2 separate regions of the Cricetulus griseus genome follow, and region 1 is linked to region 2. A link is a contact called in public Hi-C data. All regions are on one chromosome and are shown on one strand. The core of a region is the stretch at or near the end of the contact, and the rest is flanking DNA. Distances in the headings are between cores, read along the strand shown. Region 1 overlaps Tspan16 (tetraspanin-16). Region 2 overlaps Spc24 (kinetochore protein Spc24).

Region 1 (6,148 bases), core at 2,543-5,042, 120 kb after region 2:
GCCACTGCACCTGCTTTTGACATAGGCTCTGAGGCTCCAAACTCAGGTTTTCATGCGTGTGTGGTACACACTCAGCCCATGCACCATTGCTCCAGCTGCTCAGCCCTTGGTTCTGTTTAGAAGGATCTTGCTATGTAGCCAGCCTGGCTGGGAACTGGCCATCCTCCTGCCTCTAAGCTCCCTAACTGGTCATCCTCCTGCCTCTAAGCTCCCTAGTGCAGGCATCACAGGAGTGCCACCACACCTGGCCTCCACTATTTATATAGGATATTATTTACTTTAATTATGTGTTTATGTTGCATGTATGTTCCTCTGTGTGTGTGTGAGAGAGAGAGAGAATGTGCGTATGTGTGAGAGTGTGTGTGCATGTGTGAGAGTGAGTGTGTGAGAGAGTGTTGAGTGTGTGTGTGTGTGTGTGTGTGTGTGTGTGGTCTGTGAGGCCCAGGGATCCTCCTTCTTTGATTCCTTGTTCTTACATTACAACACGACAGGCTTCACCTGGCTATTTTGTTTTAATTGGGTGCTGGGAATTAAACTCAGGCATGCAGGATGACTTACAGGCAAGTAGGATGACTGACAGGCAGGCAGGATGGCTGACAGGCATGCAGGATGAGTGACAGGAATGCAGGATGACTGACAGGCATGCAGGATGACTGACAGGCATGCAGGATGACTGACAGGCAAGCAGGATGACTGAGAGGCATGCAGGATGACTGACAGGCATGCAGGGTGACTGACAGGCATGCAGGATGACTGAGAGGCATGCAGGATGACTGACAGGCATGCAGGATGACTGACAGGAATGCAGGATGACTGAGAGACATGCAGGATGATTGACAGGCAATCAGGATGACTGAGAGGCAAGCAGGATCACTGACAGGCATGCAGGGTGACTGACAGGCATGCAGGACAACAAGCTTGCATTTCCATCCAGCCAGGGATCCCCTTTTTATACTAGCAACTTCCCCAGAGGCTGCCTCCAGGGAAGGAGGGAGAATTCCGGGCCACATCAGCACCTGGCTTGCTGCTCACCGCCCTGAGAAATTCTTCCACTGACCTTTCCACTTCCCATCAGAGGAGAACTACAGCACAGTGCAGATGACACCAGCAAGGAAAATTCCTCTGCTGGGCCGATTGTTTTCTTTGACCCCCAGAGGATTTGGCTAAGTTTCAGGCCGGAACTGGCTTGTTTCCCCAAATGAGCTCTTACTTGCTTGGTCCAGGATGTGATCTGGATTCCCATGATCCTCCCTGCCAGGCTCAGCAGGTGCACCCAGCTAAGAGGGCTGCAGGGAAACCAAAGACCTAGCACAGAGGCTCAACACTGTTACCTAAGCATTTAGAGGTCTGAGGGTCAAAAGTTCAAGACCAACTTGGAATCAGGGCAAGCATTTTCTCAGATAAACAAACAGCTGGAGATGTGGCTCGGTGGGTAGCCCACTTTCCTGAGATGCATGGTGGATAGAGAAATAGAGATGGATAGATTTTTTCAAAGCTCTGTTTAGTGTTAGGCAGATGTCTTCACCTTCACACCTCAGTCACCTCATCTGTGAAGAAGGAATAAGGGTAGCACCTAGTCCACTGTGACAGCAAATCCACCAGCACATTTATGACTTTATACTGAATCCCATTGTCAAGCATAGTTAATCGTTACTAGTAAAAGCATTTAAGCATGGATTGACATATAAAGTTCTTAGACTAATGGCTGGTAACTGTGTTAGTCAGTTTTTTGTCACTATGACAAATCAGATGTTTAAAAAAGAGAAAAGGTGCCCGGCAGTGGTGGCTCACACCTTTAATCCCAACACTCAGGAGGCAGAGGCAGGCGGATCTCTGTGAGTTCAAGGCCAGCCTGGTCTACACAGAGAAACCCTGTCTCGAAAGACAAAAAACAAAACAGAGTTTAAGGTGAAGTTTGGAGCAGTGGTTAAGAGCACTTGTTTCTCTTACAGAGGCCCTGGGTTTGGTTCCCAGCACCTACATGGTGGCTCATAATAGTTCACATCTCGAATTCTACGAGATCTAATTCTCTTTTCTGATCTCCAGGGCACCAGGCACACATATAGTACACAGACATACATACAGACAAAACACTTGTACATTTAAAATAAGATAAATTGTACAATAAAAAGGCCCTGGGTGGTGGTGGGGCACCCCTTTGATCTGCACTAGGGAAGCAGAGACAGGTGGCTCTATGTAAGTTTGAGGCCAGCCTGGTCTACAGAGTTTGTTCTAGAATAGCCAGGGATACACAGTCAAACCCTGTCTTGAAATACAAAACAAACAAACAAAAAAACCAAAAAAACCAACAACAACCCCCCCCAAAGCCATCTGAGGCACCTACCACCAAATCTTAGTGCTCACCCCTCATCAAGGAAACTTCTCTTTGGAACAGATGGAGACCACTACAAAACAAACAACCACAGTGCAGAGTGGAGGAGCCCAGGCCCAATGGATACAGTTATAAAGCATCCTTGAGTCTAAGGCTTAGTGAACTTTTTAGAGACTGGCAGAGCCAGAGGTCCAGGGGGTTTACTATGAGATTTGTCTTCTAGAAATATCAGAAGCTGCGCCCATAATGTATCACCAATATGACTACCTAAATGTGAACTAAACAATAGATGTCTCAAAGTGGACAGGGAAAGGCCCAGGAGTCCTCAACCCTACACAAAGAAGTCAGGCAACTAAAGAATTCTGAGGGGGGAGAAACAGCCTCCCCCAGGGAAGAGAATGCCCTTTGGTTATGCAGTACCAAGCGGATGGTCCTGAAAACATACATACAAGTAACATACAGCCTGGGCAGGTAGCATGAAGAGTGTATATGTACGTAGGTATGCATATATGTATGCAACAATGACTAATGAAAAGAGAGGCCATGGATTTGAAAGAGAGAGGGGAGGGTTATATGTGAAGATTTGGAGGGAGGAAAGGGAAGGGAGAAATCTAATCATAATCTCAAAAAGTAAAAGAAAACTTGGTGCGGTGGTGGCACACGCCCTTAATCTCAGCACTTGGGAGGCAGAAGCAGGCAGATCTTGAGGTCAGCCTGGTCTACATAGTGAGTTTCAGGACAGCCAGGGCTACATAGAGAAACCCTGTCTCAATAATAATAATAATAATAATAATAATAATAATAATAATTTATAATATTAATAATAAAATATAATAATTATTATAAAGAGAGCGAGAGCGAGCGAGCAAAAGAGAGAGAGAGAGAGAGAGAGAGAGAGAGAGAGAGAGAGAGAGAGAGAGAGAGGAGAGAGAGAGAGAGAGGAAGAAAAGGAAACAAAAACAGCAAAGAGTCCAAGGCCATCCTTGGCTACATGGCCAGCTGGAGCCGGGTTTGTGGAAGACTCCCACAGCCTTGCTTCCACACAGAGTTAATAAGCCAGAATTTCAAAGTCATCCTCGGCTACATGGAGTTTGAGGACAGCCTGGGTTACAAGAGATCTATCTTAAAGAGGAGAGAAGAGGAGAAGTGGGGAGGGAAGAGAAGAGGAGAGGACTCACTGAATCAGTGGGGACACGGAGCCCTCAGCCAGCGTGTGCCAGGGCAACACGGCGCATTGACTGTTGCCCGGCGCACCTGGCACGAGGTGACAGTTTGGAGGGCCTCACCCAGACGGGAAGCACGCTTGTGTACCCTAAGGACGTGGGCGCGGAGACGCGTCAATTGTTTTCTGTGGCCGTAGCGCCCTCTAGCGACCACCAGGGGATAGATCCAGAATTCACCCTCGCCTCGGCTCCATCAGGCCGGTGTAATTTTGCAGTTTAAGGAAATCATCCTTTAAGCTCAAAATCCTACGAATTCAGCAGCTGACAGTGGCTCAGAATTCTTTGTGGAAGAAACATATTCCTCCACCAGCCACGCGGGGGAGGCAGCGCACTGCTTCAAAGGGTGAAGCCCCTGTGGGGGTGCACAGGCAGGTGGATGCATCTCTGTGAATACAAAGCCAGCCTGGTCTCTGTAGTGACTTCCAGGCCACCTGGAATACATAGAGAGACCCTGTCACACACACCAAAAAAAAGTACACGATTCTCGCTACATAGCTACTTCGAGGTTAACCTGGGCTACATGAAACGCTCAAAAATACAAAAGAATGAGGAGAACCTTGAGGACCTGAGTTCAACCCTCAGAAAAATACATAAAAAAATCCAGTATTTTGGCTGACAAGACACTCAGTGGATAAATGTACTCGCCACTAACCTTGATGACCAGCACCACATTGTGGCTCATGACCATATGTGACTCTAGTCTCAGGGCACCAAATGCCTCTGGCTCTGTAGGCAGCACACATACACAGCATAGGCAAAACCTCACACACACAAAATGAAGGTAAGTACATACATATCATACAAGCTAAAATTTATTAAATTAAAAAACAACAAAACAAAATGTGTGGCTTCAAAGCCCCTTTCTTAATCATTCTGCCCTGGTTTAGTGAGCAACTACTGGGCCAGGATTTAGGGGCAGTGGATGTCAGTCGTTCAAATGGTAAGTACAGAGTACTTTGCCTGGGGGCCCTGGTGGTTCTGCTGCCCTTGGTGGCATATAGGAGGCTTATTGCCTTCACTGTTCAGCGTGGCTTGTTTGGAGAAAGAGCTGAGTAGAGTTTTCCTACTACCGTCAACCTCCCCAGCTGCCTACTGTTTTGTTAGGCTTTTTTAAAATTAATTTTAAACCTGATTTTATGTGGATTAGTGTGAAGGTGTTAGATCCCCTGCCACATGGGTGCTGAGAATTGAACCTGGCTCCTCTGGAAGAGTGTCTAGTGCTCTTAACCACTGAGTCATCTCTCTGGCCCCTTTATAAGGTTTTTTTATATTTTTATTTTTCTGCATGTGTATCCATGTGAGCTGTCTGCCGTATGAATTCAGAGGCCAGAAGCCGGCATCAAACTCCACGGAACTGGAGCTCCAGGTGGTCGCAAGCCACTGGGGTAGATGCTGGGATCCTACCCTTGTGGGGTGTTTGTTTGTGCTGGGATTAAAGGTGTGTGCCACCAAGTCCAGCTAGTTTCCTATTATGATGTGATAAAGGTTGAGGGCTGAGCCAAGTATCCCAGGGAAGTCAGCAGGCAGTCAGAAAGCAGAGCAAGTCAGCTTGAGTGTCCCTTGCAAGACATTCTGGGTCTCAGCACCCAGAGGTTCAGGGAAGATGCTGACTTCAACATCCAGGGTACCCAGGTCTGCACATCACGACTGAAATACACATGGCATACTCTTTCTTGAAGAAACTGTTGTCTTTAGTCAATGGCTTCACGGCTGTAAGTATGTCACAATCCAGGCCCTGGAGACTTGGCAGCCTCCCTTCATGGCCCTCTCCCTGGAAGACAGAAATAAGTTGATCTAAATTGCCTTCCGGATCTGTGCTCCCGGAGGGAGGCTGGAGAGATGTAGGACAGATTGATGAGGAGTGATTCATGTTGGAAATAAATGTGTAGGAGGTACCATGCAACCCAGTGTGGAGATATAGCACAAACGGATACAACTGGGGAGCCTGGATCAGGGATGGAAAAGGTGTAGTTTTCCATCAAATCCCTTGGAAAGGAGTTTGAAAGGCTGGGGATGTGGGTAGAGCCTTCCCAGCTTGCAAGAGGCCCTGTGTTCTATCCCTAGCACAACATAAACCAGACATAGAGGTGCACACTGCATTCAGGAGCTACATGAGATGCTGTCTCAAAAGCAAAAGCAGACAAATCAACCCCACATTAGAAAAAACGGTTGAGTTTGAAAAACTAAGATAGTGTGGTGTTGTTTGTCTCTTTGTTCTGTTTTAATTTTTGTCACCTTGACACAAGCTGAAGTCATCTGGGAAGAGGGTCCTGCAGTTGAGGAATTATGGCCTTCTTCAGAATGGCCTATGGTGATGTCTGTGGAGGTATTTTCTTGGTCAATAACTGATATGGGAGGGCCCAATGTACTGTGGGCAGTGCCACCCTGAGCAGGTGGTCCTGGGTACTGTGAGAAAGTAGGCCGAGCAGGTCACAGAGAGAGCAAGCCAGCAAGCAGCAGTCCTTGGCATCTGCTTCAGCACCTGCCTCCAGGTTCCAGCCTTGGCTTCCCTCAGGGATGGACTGTCAGCTGTAAGCTGACAGTAATCTTTTCTTCTCCAAGTTGTTTTTGGTCACAGTGTTTTATCTCAGTA
Region 2 (5,712 bases), core at 1,702-4,201:
CAGGTTGTGGAGGGAACTCTGGACAAGCCTGTCATCTCCTCTGCATCCACAGGGTGGCATGTCCCTTCTTCCTTCCACCTTTTGTTTTGGGAAAGAGCCAAACCGCCTCTGGGAAAGAAAACTGAGCAGCGGCCTGGGAAGCCTCAAACTGCACAGGCTTTCAAGGACTACTTCAAATGACGCTCACTTGTGTGGCAAACAGGATAATGGAGCTTCAGTGGCCTGGGATTTGACAAACTGTAGAGCAGGATTGGGGCTACAATGGGGCACTGCACACGGAAGGTGATGGTCTCACTCCCCACCCCCACACCTCAGTGCCTCAGATAGGGTTTCTCTGTGAACTCCCAGCTCTCACTCTGTGGACCAGGCTGGCCAGCCTCCTGAGTGCTTGGGATTAAAGGCGAGTGCCACTGCCGCCCGGCAGCTCCAGGTTTTTTCTGTTCAAGGCCTTGCAAGGCCTTGCAAGGCCAAGGGTGATCTGATCACCCATGCCTTCCATCCTGCCACTGGGGAGGTGGAGGCAGAAAATCAGGAGTTCAAGGTTAAATTTGAGGCCTGCCTGGGGTCCATGACTCTTTCAAAAACAAATACCTCACTTACCAACATGCACTAAGGAGCTAGAGTTTAACTCAGTGGTGAAATGGCTGCCTAACAAGGGGAATGGGAGGTTCTTGAGGACAGGGTTCCCTTATCTGGTTTCCTGTCTTCTCTGCCTGCAGTTCTCTGGCCTCAGAATGGGGATCAATGAAAGACCTGGATGTGTACCCCAATATGTACAGCAATCATCTGACCCAGGGAGGGCAAGCGGTGGTGTTGCCCAGCATGACTCTATGGACTCAGTTCTGTCCAGGACAGGAGCCAGTCCTGACACACCAACTGCTGTTCTCTGCTGGTCACCACCCCTAGGCTGGTACCCCTTCCAACTCATAGTATCTCAGACCACAGATATCTGTGGTGAACCAGTTTGGAGCCCAAGACTGAGTAAGTCCCAGCCTGCAGGACGGAGGCAGTGGGAGGGTGCTGTACTGTGCAGCCAGCATTCCCTTAACTCCAGTACCACTCCATCTCCCCCCTGTGGTTTTCTGAGATGAAGTTCTCAGGCCACATCACCCCCACTTAGCCTGGGGAAAGTTTCCTGAGACTTCTGTGTCTTGTCTGACACTCCTGACAACTGCTTCCTGCCCTGGAGGAGGAACTCTCTCCCTGCTCTCCTGACCCTCCCTTTGGCCTTGCTGCCTTGGGGGGAAGGGGTGTGGGAAAAACTTGGGGCTTAATTAATCAGCCCCTTACTTGGCACAAGCCACTGGGAATCTGGAAAATTGTCCCTCCATTTGTGGCCTGCGAGCCAGGCTTGACCCAGGAGCCTTCTGAGGCGGCTTGGCGTCTGCCCTTTGTGTGTGCTTGTGTTCTCTTTGCACACCTGAGTTATCCTGATCTTCATCTCTGCATCTCTTCCCTTCCACCCTCGACCCCTGTGCGCAATGGACACTCCTCCTAGCCCTTTAGAGTCCTACTTTCCCACATTATAACCCTTCAATTCATTATCACCAGGTGTAATGACCTCACTCCTAGTTGGAGAGTCTGGTGCCCACCTGGTGTGAAACCTGAGACAAATCGATCCTGGCCTGGGGGCCAGGGTTTAGTTTCCTTTCCCAGATAACTGCTGCCAGGTGTTCTTGGATAGCTCCTGCCACATACGTTTTCTGTTGGTGATGGTGGTTTTTTTTTTGTTTTTTTTTGGTTTTTTTTGAGACAGGGTTTCTCTGTGTAGCTTTGGAGTCTATCCTGGCACCCGCTCTGGAGACCAGGCTGGCCTCGAACTCAGAGATCTGCCTGCCTCTGCCACCCGAGTGCTGGGATTAAAGGCATTTGCCACCAACGCCCGGCTCACATAACAGTATTTTAAGAAAGTGCAGCTGCTGCAGAACCACCAGGCAGGACATTCAACCAGCAGGGGACTGGCCTGGGTAAGGCCTCAGTGGTACAGCGCATGTCCAGCCTAAATGAAGCCCTAGAGTCCATTCCCAGTACCTCAATAGCAAGGGCTCAGCAGGTAAGGGCACTTGCCATGCGAGCCTGGCGATCAGAGGTTGGTCCCTGGAATCTTTGTAAAGGTGGGAGACTGACTCCCTTTCCTCCATATGCGTACATGCCCTCTGTGGCCTGCACCCATCTCCTCGCATACTGTCTCCCCACACACACACACAGTAAAAGGGGCTCTACTAGGAGGCCAGAGGCCAAGGCGAGGAGATACTAGCTCCAAAAAGGCAGGTGACAGGTGGAGACTTCAGTCCCTACGTGTGGTCATGTCCATAACCCACAACTGGTCCTCTGTCCCCCACGGCAGGGCATCTCCTGAGTCCTGAGGAGACCGATCCTTCAAATTTGGCTGCCCTGGGTTCAAATCTAGCCTCATGCTTACTTCCCATGTCTAAGCATCCTTTGTGCTTCATGAGCCTGCCTAGTGGAAATAACTCTGACTGACCACAGCTGACCCCAGACACATGGGGAGGGTAGAAAGACTAAAGGGGCTAGGTCACTGTTGTTGGATGCCCTTTCCATTGTCCTGACAAACCACCTCACCCCTGACAGCTCAAAGGAAGACACTATGCACCCTGGGGGCACCTAGCTTTAGGGCCCATTGGCTGGGAGCCCAGGGGAATGGTTCAGTCTCCGGACTTCATATATCTTGGGACTTGAGGGAAATGGCCAGATGGAACTGTGCTTATTTCCCTCATCTGTATACTGGACTCAAGATGGCACTGGGGCAAAGTCTGTTTGGTCTGAGACTCCATTCTATCTGTGGTTACTTCAGTGTTACCCCTCCCTCTGGCTGGTCTTGAGTATGAGAGCTGCTGGCCACTAGGGTGGCTAGCTCCCTTGAAGGAACAAGCCAGACTGTGGGTGGGAGTTTGGACAGGCAGCTGTAGCCTGGCCCCAGGATGTCCTCGGCAGGAAGCCAGTGCTGGGCAGTGACTCAGAGGCCAGGCATGAAGAGCTGGGGCCTCTCCAGGGCCCTGGGCCATACTCACTGGCCCCCTGGAGTCAGCCCCTGGTGTGCTCCAGTGAAGGGAGTGAGGTGGGTGTAAATTCTCCTGTACTAGAGGGTTAGGGGTTCAAGCAGCAGGCACTGGCCCTTCCAGTGCAAAGCAAAGCAGCTCCTTTCCACAGGGGGCCAGGGCCAAGCCTCATCTGTGGTTCCTGCTGCCCTGCTCCATCTTTTTCCTTTTCTGAAGATTTATGCATCTTATGAGTGTTTTGCTTGCATGTATGTCTGCACTGTGTGTGCCTAGTGCCTGAGGAAGTCAGGAGGCATCCAATCCCCTGAACTGGAATTAGAGTTGTGAGCTGCACTGTGGGTGCAATGAATTGAACCCAGGTTCCCTGGAAGAGCAGCCAGTGACCTTAGCTGTTGAGGCAGAGGCAAATATGGGCCTCTGCCCATGGGTTTGAATTCAGACCATCAGACTTGGTGGCCAGCACCTTTACTCCGTGGCTACTTTCTCCCTTAGTATCTGCAGGTCAGGTCAGCATGTACAACCAGAGTAAGGAGGCCTGGACTGGGTGAGTTCTCTACCCTCACATGGAAAGCCCAAGTCCACAGCAGTGACTCAGCCAGCAATGTGGGACTAGTGTTAGTCTCACAGACACTGTAACTTCCCCAGGGACATAGAGCCATGGCCACTTCCTGTTGTTGGGGTGCCACTGGAATCCAGTGAGTGGACATCAGAGGTGGTGCTAAGGGTCCTATAGTGTGCCCAAACCCTAAAACATTACCCAGATGTCACTGGGGTGGGGGTGGGGTGACCTGGCTCTGTATGTGGTTCAAGACTTGAACACAAGCCTAGAATCTTCCAATGATGGGCTTGGGCCTGGCATGAGGACCTCAGAAAAATAAGGGAGGGTGAGCTGAGATGGCTTAAGCACCTGAGGTGAAATAAAACTCAGGCAAAATGGCTAGTGTGGCAGCTGCGTGGAAACTCAGTGCCTCAAAAGGTAAGGTGGGAGGGGCTGGAGAAATGGCTCTGTTGTCAGGAGCATGGTGTGGCTGCTCTTCCAGAGGACCCAGGTTCAATTCCCGGCACTCAAATGGCAACTCACAGCCACTTATATTCAGGGGTTCCAATGCTTTCTTCTGACCTCCACTGGAACACATGGCTAACACACATACATATAAGCAAAACATTCTTTCAGGAAATATAATTTTTAAAAATGTAATTTTAAGGCCGGGCATTGGTGGCACATACCTTTAATCCCAGCACTCGGGAGGCAGAGGCAGGTGGATCTCTGTGAATTTGAGGCCAGCCTGGTTTCCAGAGCGAGTGCCAGGATAGGTTCCAAAGCTACACAGAGAAACCCTGTCTCGAAAAACAAACAAAAAAGTAATTTTAAAAAAGTTCCAGGTCAGGCTGGGCTCCATGAGACACAGTCTCAAGATAAGTAGATAATACATGAAGTCATTTACATATAGATTTTTAATTTTAGAGTGATCCCCCGCTAGGCCCCCATATCCCCAGTTCTGTGCAAGGTAAGAGGTCAAGGCTCTGGCTACCACGCAGTGTCCACCAGGCTCCAGAGGTAGTCGCTGATGAACTTCTGTGAGAGCTGTGCGCTGTCCAAGTGGATAGGCAGGGCCACAGTGGGGCCATGGTGGACTGAGGGCTCAATGAAAGGAAAAAAAAAAAAAAATGGTCCTCCCGTGTCCAGTGAAAGCAGTCTTTTGGTTCATATCCTGTTGCTTTGAGATGGCTCTCACTATCTTAGTCCAGGCTGACCTTGAACTTGTGGCAATTCCTTCTGTCTCAGTTTCCTGAGTGCTGTGATTACAGGTATTTGACATTACACCAGGCTAATTTCTTTTTATGTTTAAAACATGTTTCTGTGAATGTACGGGTGCAAACACGCTACAGCGCACCTGTTGAGGTCAGAGAACAACTTGTAGTTGCTGTTCTCCTTCCATCAGTGGGTCCCAGGGATTGGATTTTGGTCATCTGCGTTGGTGGCATGGGCCTTTACTCACTGATCCTTTTTTTCCTTTTGAGACAGGGTTTCTCTGTGTAGCTCTGGCTGTCCTGGAACTCACTCTGTAGACTAGGTTGGCCTCAAACTCACAGAGATCCACCTGCCTCTGCCTCCCGAGTCCTGGGATTAAAGGCACGCGCTACCATGCCTGGTTTTTCCTAATTTCTTTTTAACTAAGAATGGTATATTTGCCTGGCAGAGTCACACACCTTTAATCCCAGCACTAGGGAGGCAGAGGCAGGCAGATCTCAGTGCATTTGAGGCCAGCCTCAGATTGAGTTCCAGGATAGCCAGGACTGTTACATGGAGAAACCCTGTCTTGGAAAACAAAACAAAACCAAAACAAGAATGACATTTTTGCTGGGTGTAATGGTATACACCTACAATCCTAGCACTTGAGAGGTAGAAATGGAGTGTTCACCACAGACTTGTAGCCAATCTGGAGTAGAGAGCAAGTTCTAAGTCACCCCACTGCTGGGGATGGAACCCATATGCTAAGCAAGCATTCTATCACATGTCTTCTGTCTAACCTACCCCCATCTTTTAAAAGCTAAATACTATTTTTTAAAACAATTTACTTATTATTTTATGTGCATTTTGGTGTTTTGCCTGTATTTATGTCTGTATGAGAGTGTTGGATTCTCTGGAACTGGAGTTACAGTTGTGAGCTGCTATGTGGGTGCTGGGAAA

The links. Hi-C and Micro-C count contacts between places; a contact is called where the count stands out from the background.
Region 1: a Hi-C map of the CHL-YN cell line shows a contact between it and region 2, with 6 times the contacts expected there. The contact joins two enhancer-like sites. A contact is called at or near these places in 4 of 8 Hi-C or Micro-C datasets (the CHL-YN cell line, the CHO-K1 cell line and liver).

The regions. Positions count from the first base shown.
Region 1 is chr4:134,755,524-134,761,671 of CriGri-PICRH-1.0, forward strand. The region is part of intron 1 of Tspan16 (tetraspanin-16); the gene reads left to right. Among named protein-coding and RNA genes, the nearest start is that of Tspan16, 20 kb to the left of the region's middle. Within about 2 kb of position 3,793, at least 1 of the 6 cell types and tissues checked has open chromatin away from gene starts, as enhancers often do.
Region 2 is chr4:134,633,825-134,639,536 of CriGri-PICRH-1.0, forward strand. Spc24 (kinetochore protein Spc24) reads right to left here. Exons shown (of 5, transcript XM_027411571.2): 5 at 4,458-4,655. The coding sequence ends at 4,549. Among named protein-coding and RNA genes, the nearest start is that of Spc24, 7.0 kb to the right of the region's middle. Within about 2 kb of position 2,952, at least 4 of the 6 cell types and tissues checked have open chromatin away from gene starts, as enhancers often do.